Linked DNA regions of Macaca mulatta: region 1 is linked to region 2. A link is a contact called in public Hi-C data. All regions are on one chromosome and are shown on one strand. Each heading gives the region's core, a stretch centred on a gene start, on an enhancer-like site or on the middle of the called end of the contact. The rest is flanking DNA. Distances are from core to core; before and after follow the strand shown.

What was found. A called contact is a pair of places that touch in the nucleus more often than the background predicts.
Region 1: a contact with region 2 is called in a Hi-C map of fetal cortical plate, with 3 times the contacts expected there. The contact joins the promoter of WDR36 here to the promoter of SLC25A46 in region 2. A contact is called at or near these places in 3 of 14 Hi-C or Micro-C datasets (fetal cortex germinal zone, fetal cortical plate and liver).

Annotation. Positions count from the first base shown.
Region 1 is chr6:119,886,944-119,894,104 of T2T-MMU8v2.0, forward strand. It overlaps WDR36 (WD repeat domain 36), which reads left to right and starts at 5,019. Exons shown (of 23, transcript XR_013418193.1): 1 at 5,019-5,321. TSLP (thymic stromal lymphopoietin) reads left to right here. Exons shown (of 4, transcript XM_078004476.1): 4 at 4,799-4,972. The coding sequence ends at 4,972.
Region 2 is chr6:119,554,502-119,561,036 of T2T-MMU8v2.0, forward strand. SLC25A46 (solute carrier family 25 member 46) reads left to right here and starts at 2,910. Exons shown (of 8, transcript NM_001266009.2): 1 at 2,910-3,259; 2 at 6,046-6,088. The coding sequence starts at 2,977. TMEM232 (transmembrane protein 232) reads right to left here and starts at 2,791. Exons shown (of 14, transcript XM_078004471.1): 1 at 2,579-2,791; 2 at 1,858-1,949.

The sequences.
Region 1 (7,161 bases), core at 3,769-6,268, 330 kb after region 2:
TACAGATAAATGCTACTCAGGCAATGAAGAAGAGGAGAAAAAGGAAAGTCACAACCAATAAATGTCTGGAACAAGTGTCACAATTACTAGGATTGTGGCGTCGCTTCATTCGAACTTTACTGAAAAAACAGTAAATCATCTTTATTATGGTCATATTTCACAGCACCAAATAAATCATCTTTATTAAGTAGATGAAACATTAACTCTAACTGTGACACAGAAGATCACAAATAGTTATCTTTTAATTACAGAAGAGTTTCTTAACTTATTTTTCTAAGTTTTTATTGTTTAATATAAATTTATAATGCAGGGGAAGTACTACTCTTCAAATGTTGAGGGAAGCTTCCGTAACATTGATGACTGGCTTAATTGGCAGTAATTCTCAGCCGTAATTGCATAAGCATTACTCAAGAGGAAAATCCAAAAGTGTAGCAGGAGAACTCTTTTCCTTGAAAAAGGAAAAATATTGAACTAAATGATAGCACCTAAACTTACATTTAAAAGGCAGACATTCCTTCTACATGTAATGACACTTCTTGTGTTAAACTAAAAATTTACAAGAGAAGAAAGTGAAAGCAAATGGGGTTTCACAAATAGCTGTAAATATAGTGAAGCAATTTGAAATAATTTTCAAGCAAAATATTGTGAAAGTATTCTAAGCTAAGTTTTAAATATTACCTAACAGACAAGAGTGGTATATAATAAGTAGATCCTGAGAAGTACCTTTGTTACAGCTACCATAAATATATATAGAGAGAATGTACTTTAATTTATTTTGTGAATGCTTTTGAAAATGTATATGTTCCTTTGTAATTGACACTATATATTTCTTAATAAAATAATTCTCAAATTTGTTTCTTACGAATCATCTTTCAAATCTAGTTAGTAGACAATTTGCACACATACTTTTCTAAAGGACATTATTTTTCTTCAGGTTTTTACCTCTACTTATCCTTAGAGTCCATTGACTGCTCCCCTTTATACCTGTTGGCCCTGCCTATAGGAGAGAATATTTGGAGATAGGCAGCTTCAGGATGCATTGCAGTCATCCTTTTCTTAAATTATATCACTAGTCTTTTCTTGTTTCCCTTCTTGAACTTTCCTCACACCTGGAAGAAACAAAGTAGGCAAAAGTGAACAGGGGATGTCAAATCTGTTCTTGAATTCCTGCTGCCAGTTAGAGCCACAGGCACCCTCTCACTCACCTTCCACTCAGAATCCTCCAAACACCAGTGGGAAGGGCAACCCTGGCCATAGAACCTAGACCAAAATAGAGCATGTGGGAATGCACTGATTTTTCCTAGGAGTAGACATGCTCCTCTAATACTCCCCTGAGGGTTAGTTGGGGCTAAACCATGACAGAAGGGGGGAAGTTCAATGTCCTTAAATCCATCTTACCTACCAACAGGTAAGAGGAAGCTTACATTATATGTCCAGTAAGCATTTAAAGGGCACTTACTGTGGAACAAGCCTTCAGTCAAACACTGGGGATAGAAAAGAAAGACTCAGCCTTTTTCCAGAGAAGCTCAGGGTGTAGCTGAATAGGCAGTTTCTTTTGTCCTGAGGAAAATCAAGACATGCCTTTCTAAAAATCTTCCTCTGAAGACCTGACCCAAACCCTTAAATGCTATTACAAGAGAAATTTCTTTAAGTATATTAACTCCATTTTAGTAGGGATTCACTGACTAGATTTTACTGAACTATGAAAATAAATACACACAATTTTTCATAAAATTTTGGGCCCAATTCCCCTAAATGAATTGAGGATTAGGGAGAAAGGAGACAACTCAAAGTCATCCCACTAAGTGCAGTTTCTTTGAATCTTCTGCTTTATCTTTAAAAAATTGTATAATTTATATATTTTATTCTATGTATTCCATAGATGTCTTAATATAAAATTAGTCATTTAAATTAAGTCAATTAAAAGTAATGGGCAAGAGGATGCATTATATTAATTTAGTAAGAACTTTCCCAAATGTTGTAACAATGTGGATCATATATCTCTGTTTTTTTAAATATACTCAGGCTTTCTTGGTGGACTAGTATAGTATACAGTCAGTTGTGTCAATGTTTCATGGTCAATAAAAGGAAGTTGCAAATTGTGATTTAAGCATATAAAGTTGGATATTTTCATATTGAGACTACATGGTTAGTTATGCTATTTATATAATCTATATTCTCACTTTCGTCTCCTTCATTCAGAGGCTAAGACTGCTGTATGAAAGTCTACTGCTGGCCAGGCGTGGTGGCTTACGCCTGTAATCCCAGCACTTTGGGAGGCCAAGGCGGGCAGATTGCAAGGTCAGGAGATTGAGACCATCCTGGCTAACACGGTGAAACCCCGTCTCTACTAAAAATACAAAAACTTAGCTAGGCATGGTGGTGGGCACCTGTAGTCTCAGCTACTTGGGAGGCTAAGGCAGGAGAATGGTGTGAATCCGGGAGCCAGAGCTTGCAGTGAGCTGAGATTGGGCCACTGCATTCCAGCCTGGGCAACAGAGCAAGACTCCGTCTCAAAAAAAAAAAAAAAAAAAAAAAAAAAAAAAAAAAAAACAAAATACAAGAAAGTCTACTGCTGATATAATTCTTTATTTCTTTATATCCATAAAGTTTTGCTTTCTTGTTGCTGATATGGTTTCCCCTCACCTTTATTTTGATAAGGATAGAATGAAAAATTGATATTTGATTCTTAAAAGTTAAAGGAGCTTTTTTTTTTCTTTTTTAACAAAGAACATTGACAAATAACTTTACCAGCATATAGAGTTGCCTCCTTTGATGATAAAAGGAGGGGCTTAGTCCTGTCTTGGTCAACATTTTTTCAAAAACTGAATTAAGCAAATGCAGCTTTAATACTTCTATAAAGAAAAACAAACTATATATTTTTATTTTTAGATGCTAATTTTCCAACATTTCTCCAAAATTCACATAGACTTTTGCTAGGTTGTAATTAGAAGGCAAACAAACACCAAATCTCACTGGCTAGCAACAACAGTTAATTCTCACTCACATTACAAACTGGCAACCTCAAGTCAGCTGCAGGCTTTATCTACAGACCTTCTCATTTCAGGACCCAGGCTGAAAAAGCAGCTCCTATTTGAGACATACCTTTCTCTTTTGGCAACAGAAAAGAGCAAGAGAGTTGGTAGAAACAGATAATGGCTCTTAAGCATCTGCTGGGACTTGCTGAACATCATGTTTGCTTATATGCACTGGCCAAAGTAAGTCAAACGCTTCCTATTCGTGCTCCACTATGAAGGATTTACTGCAAGTCTTGGCCAAAGGACAGAGAGACACATCTTCTTACAGGAGGAAGTTTAAATATTGGAGATGCTAAAGTACACAACTCATTACTTTGGGAGGGAACATGACTAACATAAAAAAAAGAGAACATTCCACATTTTTAGCATTTTATTACTTAAATGTAACTTTTTTTTTAAACAAATGTTTATTAAGCACCCCTTTTGTTCCAGATACTGTTCTGGGTGCTTGTTATGTATTAATGAACAAAACAGAAAAAAAAAATTCTCTGCCTTTATGGAGCTTACCCACTAAACTATTAAAATAAGCCTAATAAATAAGTTAATAGTACAGTGAGATGCTCTTTTCCCCTCTTTTTTAATTTAAATAACGTTTACAAATAATTAGCAACTTGTTCACTTTTAAGTCATACCACAAATATGGCTGAAAATGTGCACTGCTATTGAGAAATCCGGGGTACAAATGAAATCACAAGTAAGTACAACATGTCAAGGACTAAATAACAAGCTCTCATTCTGTTATCATATGCTTCTTAATGATCTTAACATCCAAAGTGTTTGAGGCTCTGTGCCAGAACTATAAAATAAATCAAGATTTTTTTTTTTGTTCAAGAGTGTATGAGTCAGATATTCAAATTAGCTAACAAGTTACTTTTGTTTCATAATAAAATAATTACATTTTAGAACTGGAAGGAACCCAAGAGAGTACACTGATCTGTGTAGAGACAGACCCTCCTTATCCCTTTCAAGCACAAGTATATTTACATTAGTAAATATACTCTCTTTATCCCTCTCAAGTACAAGTATATTTACATTAGTCACTCAACCCAAATCTGAATAGGCTGCCAAAACATTTTCATAAACGAAGTGAAATGGAAATAAAACAGTAAGATAAGAGGTTATTCCATATGTCAAACTTTGGTCCTGGGCTCTAACGTCACCACTGTTTTAGTTAACGTTCACATGATCAGAGATCGTTCCCCAAAGCTACATCTTGGTAAGGCAGTTGGCTCTCGAGGAGTGAGGTGTCTTGACACCCACTTCACTGGAATCAGTCTTCTTCAGCATCCTAAGGCACTTAGCTCTAATGAACTGCCCAGACTCCCCTTTGCATTATGATGAGCTCCTCTTTAGAACCCCTACTGTCTGCTTTTGACAGCCGACCTCAAGGAATACTGACTTAATCCAGAGGTCCCAATAACATTTAATATTTATCTTCCTTTTCTCGGAGGAATCTACAGTTATCCAAGTTGCCCAAGTGAGCAGTTCCCTTTCCCCAAATAATTAGTTCTACAACCCAGAGAGTCTATGAGTGAATCCCTCTGTCATCTTTGAAATGTCCCATTATAGTTTTCATCTGTAAATATGTCAGTATATATCCAAAAGATGAGGATCTTTACGTAATCATAATGCTACTATCACATGCAAAAATTAAACATAATTCCTTAATATAATCAGATATCCAATGTTTAAATTTTTCCAGTCTCATGTTTTTGTACATTTTAAAATAATCACATGTTTAAATCGTTTCCATGTCCAAGGCGTCGATCTCTCCTCCACTCTCCTGGGCGTCGCGCTTCCCTCTTTGCTTCCCGCCCTTGCGGTTCCGTCGGAACCTCAGGAGCTTCCTTCCGCCGCAAAAGAGCTGGAGAACAATGCTAGGCAACATGCTGGAGACCTTGGCCAACGGAACCAAAGTCACGCCTCTCATGTGAGCTCTGGAGGGAGAACTTTATGTGTTGCACTGAGGGCAGTCTCCGGAAACGCGATTCGCAGCGGGCGCCGGAAGCGGTCTTCTGTCTTCAGCTCTAGTAGATGACTGTTCCACTAGACACGCTGAAGGGACTGGATACGTGTTTTCCTTCAGGACCAGAGCTGAGCGGAGCCGGGATCGCGGCGGCAATGGAACGGGCCTCAGAAAGGCGCACGGCCAGCGCGCTGTTTGCGGGGTTCCGGGCCTTGGGACTTTTCAGCAACGACATTCCACACGTGGTGCGGTTCAGCGCGCTCAAGCGCCGGTTCTATGTAACAACCTGCGTGGGCAAGAGTTTCCACACCTATGACGTGAGTGACTTCTTTCGTTGACTTCCCAGGAACCACCCTCCTTGGCCCCTAACTCTGTCCTGGAGCAATCCGGTTCACCCTTACCATCTACCACGGGCTTCCCTTCTTTAACCCCTCCCTGTCCTATTAATATTTCGCCATCGGTCACATCCACGTGCTGATTTAGCACTTGCAGTCCTCCTGGGGCGAGTTTCAGAGGCAGCCTGGCCAAGGGGAAACTGCTAGATAACCCCTCAGTTGTATGGCAATAATACTTGTTCAGTGAATATTGACCTTCCCTTGAAGGTGGAAACATAATTAAGACAAACCTCTACCTCTTGCATTCTTAATGAGAGAGAAAAACATGCACGCTATTACGTTATTGGTGACACGAGCTGGGTTAGAAATTCACTCTAGGTAACATTGGGAGAACCGCAGATGGTGAGATTAATTACCGTTAGGGAAAGTATTTGATGGCAATCAGTTATTTTCAGCTAATGCAAAGTGTCTGGCACTGTCACTCTAAGCCTTGCAGCTGTTTCTTTGCAAGATAGGTATCGTTATACCGTAGCACCTTTATATAAACTACAAAAGTAAATTTCAGATAAATTACTTGTTAGTGTTGATTTTTTTTCTCCTTTAATGGCTCATAAATCATTGTAATAGTGTCTCTTGTTTACTTGTTTCTTTTGTCTTCTCCAAAAGAATGTAAGCTCTCTGAGAGCGGGAACCTTGATGAGGATGATAATAGTGTTAAATAAGTACTTTATTTTCTGGAAAACATGTTGTAGAGTTGTCTCTCTTGGAGGATTGTGAATGGCTTATTAGCAAGAAGAGCTGGGAGTTAGGAACCAGTTGAGTTAGTGGAAGAGGAAAGTGAGGGCAGAGCTGAGGTTAAGAGCAATTGGGTTTCTCAGAGTCTGAGTTGGTAATGGAGACAGGGTGGGTTAGACATATCATTAAGATATCATGTGAGAGTATTTAGTGTTACCATTCTCTACACTTGTTCCTTGCTTGCCAAGTTTACTTTTGCTGGTTAATGTTTTCTTCCTTGAAATGTAATTTTTCTAAGTTTATTACTTAAATAACTCTTGAAATCTTGTCTTTGGTACAGTGTCTTTCCTGACACTGCGTTACACACAGACACAGGTGTTTTTCCTTATATTCAACTTCCAAAGAAACCCTGTGGTGAGGAGAGTAACTTATTTGCACATTTTATAAAGTTAACAATTTACTTACTGTGCATTGACATTTAGTCATAATAAAGATGGCTTTTAACGTCTCGTCTAGTGCTAACACTGATGATACATTCGTAACATCATGGCATGTAAATGTTCTTTACCCAGACTGTACACTGCTCAGATTAACCAATGCATTGGGCTATGACCTCTGAAACAGAAAATACTTGGGAGTAAAAAGAAAAAAAAAAAAAATGGAGCTAATGAACTTAAGTCACTAATTGGGTCTACAAGTGCTCTATCCCATGACTATGGCTGTATATGCTGTCCCCAGTCAGACTTCCTACAGTCCTACAGATCAGTTTCTTCTGCAGGGGAAACTAGACAAGTTGTGAATAGGTGGTGATAGTGATGGTAGCAGCTATCATGTATTGAGCAATTACTATATGACTGACCCCATTCTGTTTTACACAAATTTATTCGTTGAATCCTCATAACAATCCCATAAAGTAAATAAATACCTGTTTTACAGATGAAGAATTTGAGGCACAGGGAACTTATTTTTCCAGGGTCATACAGCTGGATCAGTAGCCATGAGTGGGGTGAGCAAATTACAGTCTGCAAGCCAGTCTAGCCCACTGCTTGGCTTTGTATGACCCAGGAGTTATGAATGATTTTGACAT
Region 2 (6,535 bases), core at 1,660-4,159:
ATTTATCTGTTATTTGTCTCCCTAAACTAGAATGTCAGTTCTAACAATGCAAGCACTTTTTCTGGCTTATTTATCACTCTAGCCTCATTGCTTAAAATAGTATCTGACACGAGATAGGTGCTTAATAAATATATTTTGGTTAAACAACTCTATGGATATATACTTTTAATAATAAATTATTAATCAAAAATAATTATTTGATAGTTGCATTCCTGCTTATTTTTTCCTATTATGAGCAATCATGCCATAAACATATGTATGTTATCCATGCCAGAAACATGTAAAAAAAACCCTATATTTGTTTTCTAAGATTTTGGAGTCAAAAAATATGGTTATTTTTACAGTTTTTGATACATAGTGCCAAACTGCTGTCCATCAGAAAGTTATGTTTTATATCACTTCAGAAATTAATGAAAGATACTTTCTTCTAACCTGGAAAGATTTTTCCCTTTTAAACATCTTAATATGTGAAAGACAATTGTTGTTAAGATTTACCTTTTTTTCGATTAGTAAAGGACATTTTTATATGATATTATCTATTTACATTTCCTTTTTTTTTTTGCATGAATTGCCTCTACATGTCCTTTGCTCATATTTCTGATTTGCCTTTATTCATTGGTATGAACTCTTTGTACATTAAAGATACTAATCCATTGTTTAAACCATGTTAAAATGTCATTTTTCTTAGTTTGTGATTTGCCTTTCAATTGTAATTACTATATATTTTAAAATTTACTACATAGAAATTTAAATTTTATACAGTCATATTGATTATAGTCTTTTACTGATTTCTTACATGGCTTTTGACTTTGCTGTACTCTTAGAAAACTTTCCAACTCACTGTTTAAAAGGCATCCACCTCGCCGGGCGCAGCGGCTCACACCTGTAATCCCAGCACTTTGGGAGGCCAAGGCGGGCAGACCATGAGGTCAGGAGATCGAGACCATCCTGGCTAACACGGTGAAACCCCGTCTCTACTAAAAAAAAAAAAAAAAAAAAAAAATTAGCCGGGCGTGGTGGCGGGCACCTGTAGTCCCAGCTACTCGGGAGGCTGAGGCAGGAGAATGGCGTGAACCCAGGAGGTGTAACTTGCAGTGAACCGAGATCACACCACTGCACTCCAGCCTGGGCCACAGAGCAAGACTCTGTCTCAAAAAAAAAGGCATTCGCCTATATTATTTTCTTCCAGTATTTAATTTTTAAAAATTTAAGAAAAATACAGTATATTGCAGCTTTACTTTCAGGGTAAGCTGTGAGGTAGGGCTCTTATTGCCTTGCTTTCCCCCTCAACTGGCTACCCAGCTGCTCTCCGTTCAATAATTCATCCTTTCTCCACTCATATGGATGTGAAATTCTGAGATGCCACTGTTTTTATATTAAAAGTACAGACATAATTAGACCTTCTTACCTTTCTCCTTAAAAAAAAATAGCTTACGACCTGAAACAATACCATCCTTGAGCCAATCATTCCAAAGGAATAGATAAATATTTTTTATGTTTGATATTAACTATCCAGTAATTTGGTATTAGTACACCAGTAATACTCAACACCTTTGAGTATTGTCAAGAGACTCAACACCTTTGTCCATGCTGCATCGCAATCAAATTTAAGAATGTCAATTCGTTATTTAAAAATGTTAATTGTACAAACATTCCAATTACACTCTTCTTCGTTATTTAAAAATGTTAATTGTACATTTTTAAATAACGAAGAAGAGTGTAATTGGATTGTTTGCAACAGAAAGGATAAATGTTTCAGGTGATGGACATCCCATTTACCCAAATGTTATTATTACACATTGCATGCTGTATCAAAATATCTCATGTAACCCATAAATATATACACTTATTACATACCCACAAAAAATAAAAGTAGTGATAAAACTGTAAACAAAAATGTCACTTCGCTCAAAACAAAGCTGATTATCACTTTCAATCAAGGTTCGCATCTGGAAGGTCGAGAACAGCACGTCAGAGTTCTCTTGGAAAAGCTCTAGGAATCCTGGGCGTCCATCGAGTTGAAGGAACATAGGATGAACCCATGGAAGGCTTCCTCAGATCTGAGGAGGGAGCCTGCCCCAAGAGCCCGTGGACCTAATGAAAACAGGTAGTAGGGGACCCTCTACAGAACTCTTCTCAGTTATTTAATTAGAGGTCCCGATTTTGAAAGATACAACTGGGATTTCAATACCCTGAGTGATTTAGATACATCGGGAAAAATACGACAGAAAACTAGTTTCTTTACAGCCTTAGAAAAGTAAAACCCGTAATTCCTCACTCCACGAGGGCAGTATTCGAGTACGTGGGTTTCCTTCTCCCCCGACGTTCACCTGAACTTTTAAAATGCTTGCTCTGGTGGTCCATAGCACTTTCGCGCTCACTGGGCGGTACCATATCTCTCAATAGATTTTATCCAAAACCGCAAGTGCGGGAGACAAAGCTAGGTAGAAGGTTACCAACCCTCCACAACTCCAACCTTTACTAGCTTCCTCGGAGCAGGTGAGGCACCAGCCCCGTGAGAATACACTGAGATCTGGGGCGTAGCTGTGACATGAGGTATTTCTGGCCGAGATCTCACCGGGTAAGCTCCACTCGCGGGTTATCGGCTCCCTCCAAGAAGCATCTTTGACCTCCTCCCATGTAGGCCCTATTCCTACACCAATTCTCTTTCTGGAATCTCTTTGGTACCGTGTTTCATTAATCCCACAACCATATTCCCACCTATTCCCTAATGACAACAAAGTTTTAAGTTATAGGTTACCGCCGTGTCTCCCTAGCAACCGTGCCCACTAATGGTTGCCGGAAGAGGCTATAATCACGTGCTCCCAAGACTTCCGGGTTTCTAACGTGACTTCCGGTTGTCAGAATATCCCCCAGACGCGGCGGCTGCCTAGGGGAAACTGTGTGGTCTTAGGTCGCGGTGGCCCGGGTGGTGGTGGGCTCCGGGCGGGCTCGCGTCATCCTGCCCCCGCTGCAATGCATCCGCGGCGCCCGGACGGATTTGATGGCTTGGGCTACCGGGGCGGTGCCCGGGACGAGCAGGGCTTCGGCGGCGCTTTCCCTGCAAGGTCCTTCAGCACCGGGGCGGACCTGGGCCACTGGGTGACGACTCCCCCAGACATCCCCGGCAGCCGCAACCTGCACTGGGGCGAGAAGAGCCCCCCCTACGGCGTGCCCACCACCTCCACCCCGTACGAAGGCCCCACGGAAGAACCCTTTTCCACTGGCGGCGGCGGCGGTGTGCAGGGGCAGAGCAGTGGTGAGAAGCACGGGGACCGACGCAGGGATGGTGGGTTAGTGGGGCGGCGGCTTGAGGCCTGCAGACCCCGGAAGCGGCGCAGAGGGTCCCGCCTCCTGCTCCTTTTCATCCTATCGGGCGCCACACCCTTTGCCCTCCTTCGTCCTCTGCCCCTGAAGCCGGCCTTCTCCCTCTTCCTCACGCAAACGAATTCTCCTGGATCAATTCCAAAAAAGACATCTGCCTTAGCTATGGGGTACATAGTAGGAATTTTTAGAGGTTTTGGTGTCCCAACTGATGGCCAGAGTTAAAAAGGAGTTTGGATTATTTACTGTTACCTGATTAACTTTGGCAGCTGTATTTTCTCGATTTAATTAATTAATGAATGTGTTTACTCGTAGTTTTGTGTTCTGAAGAGAGAAGCCTTTCAGCATAAGCAAATTTGGGTTCAAACTTGGTTGTGCCACTCGTAATCTGAACAACTTAACCTCTGTGAGCCCTCAGTTTTCTCATCTTTAAGATGTGTAGAAGAATCCAGTATGGGATACATAGGCAAAAAAAAAAAAAGTTTCCTTCCTTTTCCTTTTTAAACACAGGAGTTTTATCTGCTTTTCAGATCCCCAGTCTAGAAAGTTTCCTTCCTATAATTTTCCCTTCTGCTTTCTTTCTTCTGACCTAAAAACTACATATAAAAGTTAGAAACATGAATACAATTTCAAGATAGGACTTTGGAATCATGACATAATTATTCTCTATGGGATATCAGAAAAGCTGCAACACTGCATAATGTACATATTTTCAACATCCTTTTTTATTCATAAAGAATAATAGCTACTTCTTTCTATTCTGCAATTGTTAGAATAATAGATTAATGGTATTATTTAATATTAAATTTATTGTAGATATCGGCTTTATTCTCATTTCCTCGACTTTGACTTGGAAATAAAATAATATTTATTCAACTAGGAAGAATAGACTTTAACGAATGCCTAGTGAGTAAATGAGAATGTGAAGAAGGATAGATGACTTACCTAGCTAATTGTCATACAATTAGCTTTTTGACTCTTCGCTGTTTTTTGTTTTTTGCTTTTTTCCCGTTGTGTCGTACTAGTCCCAATACTAGTCCAGAAGAATACTGGAAAGGTTTTACAAGTTATAAATCAAATAATTCAAAAATGCATATACCGTTGCTACACAGTTATCTTCTTAGGCAGTAAAGTTTATGTTTTTATCTTTTCATAAGTTATGCTTTGATGGTTACAATGAGGAAGAGTTCCTTGACACAACCAGGGGTTAATTTTGCAGCCGTAAGAGGTGTGTGAATGTTAATTTTGCAACAAACTTAGACACCAAAGAGATTTACACAGTAAACAATAGTAAATCTTCCTAACACCTTCCAGAAAATGTTAGTAGCATTTTCTGTTACTGTTTGGGGATGATCTATACATATAAAAAGAGTAAGGTTGGGCGCGGTGGCTCACACCTGTAATCCCAGCACTTTGGGAGGCCTAGGAGGGCGGATCCCGAGGTCAGGATATCAAGACCATCCTGGCTAACATGGTGAAACCATAAATTAGCCAGATGTGGTGGCGGGCGTCTGTAGTCCCAGCTACTCGGGAGGCTGCGGCAGGAGAATGGCCTGAACCCAGGAGGCGGAGCTTGCAGTGAGCTGAGATCCCACCACTGCATTCCAGCCTGGGCGACAGAGCGAGACTCCGTCTCAAAACAAAACAAAAGGGTAAAATCTAAGGAAAAAGTGCCTTAGGTAGGTAAAAGAAGCTTTCTATTTAGCTTGTACATTTTTCTAGGGTGAACCGCGTAGTTTCCCAGGAACATGCTTAGGTGGCCTTGTTCTGATTGAAAGGGAATAGTGAGGGCAATTGCTTCATTTGAAAGAGAAGAAAGAATTGTAATTTGTGAATATTGTATTATAGTTAGAATTTAATGTCTGGTTCCCTGGGGTTGTAATAGTTCACCACTATGACTTTGAGTTTAGTCAGGAAGAAAGCTTTTCTCTTCTGACATATGCATAGGAATGTTTCCAGCTGTGAACTTTTCCAGTAACACAACAGACATACCATCTGTAGTAGCACATACATATCCAGTAACCTACTCCGATTAATTAAACAGCTAGCCTCAAACTATTTAAAACTTGAAGAGATGGGGAAGAAGAGAACTGTATTTACCGATTTTGGTTATCCCTAAGTACCCTTTCAAATTAATAATTTAGAGGTGCTTTACTTGCAGTTATTGGTTTAATAAAGTGCTCTCCATCAGTAACAGTGAATAACTAGTTTTTACAGCATAGAAGGTAAAGTCGTAGGTAAAATATCAGCTGCGGCCAACCATAGAAAATTTTTTATTTGATTGGAATCAGAAGCTGAAAACTGCTAGCCCTTAGGTTCTGTCTGCATATTTGTTTCATTAGGCCCAGACAGTGTTTTAACAATTTCTGAAATAGTTGTCCAGGACTTCAAAATTGGAAGCTTTTCTATAAAATGAGAATATCTTTTTTTGAAAAAAATTACAGCTTCAAAACCCTGGGCCCACACTCTCATGTGGCAACAATGAATTGGAGTTAAAGAGTAATTGTGCTTTAAAGGCTGTACACCTTGCAATTTGCCACAAACCCCAGCAGAGTCCTTCATTCATTTAAATTATTTCCCTGGCCCCATCAGAATTTGACTTTGAAGTTTAAATGAACAGCAGGTTAATAAAATAAATGTTTAAAAATTGTTTTTAGACTAAACCTAAATATTGGTTATCAGTAATCTTATTTTTTTCTTTTTTTTTTTTTTTTACTTTAGAACAGCTGAATAGATTTGCTGGATTTGGTATTGGACTTGCAAGGTAATGTTTTATCTAAAGACGTTTAAAGCTTTTATTTATTTAATTTAGAGTTTTTCTTTAATTTATAATATTAAATGATTATTATTGCTTCCTTTAGGTTGTTTCTTTGAAGCAGCAGCTTAAATTTGGAATAATATTTTGCAGAAAAAAAAACATGATCATTATTTAAAACATATAATTTGATAGTTTTTCCAGTAAGGATAGACTAGTCATCCAATTTTATAAACACAAAGTAATTTTGTAATGAGTATTGTAATTGTTTTCATGGGTCTGTCCAAAGAATAAAATGAAGTGTAATCTTATCTCTCACCCATCAAAAAAAGTAATTTAGAATGGGGTTCATGAAGATCAAATGACTCTGCTGACAGGAACTTTGTTCATAGGACATTTTCTGAAAGAAATAAAAATTACATGGCATTTAATGATGCCATGTAATTGACATGGCAT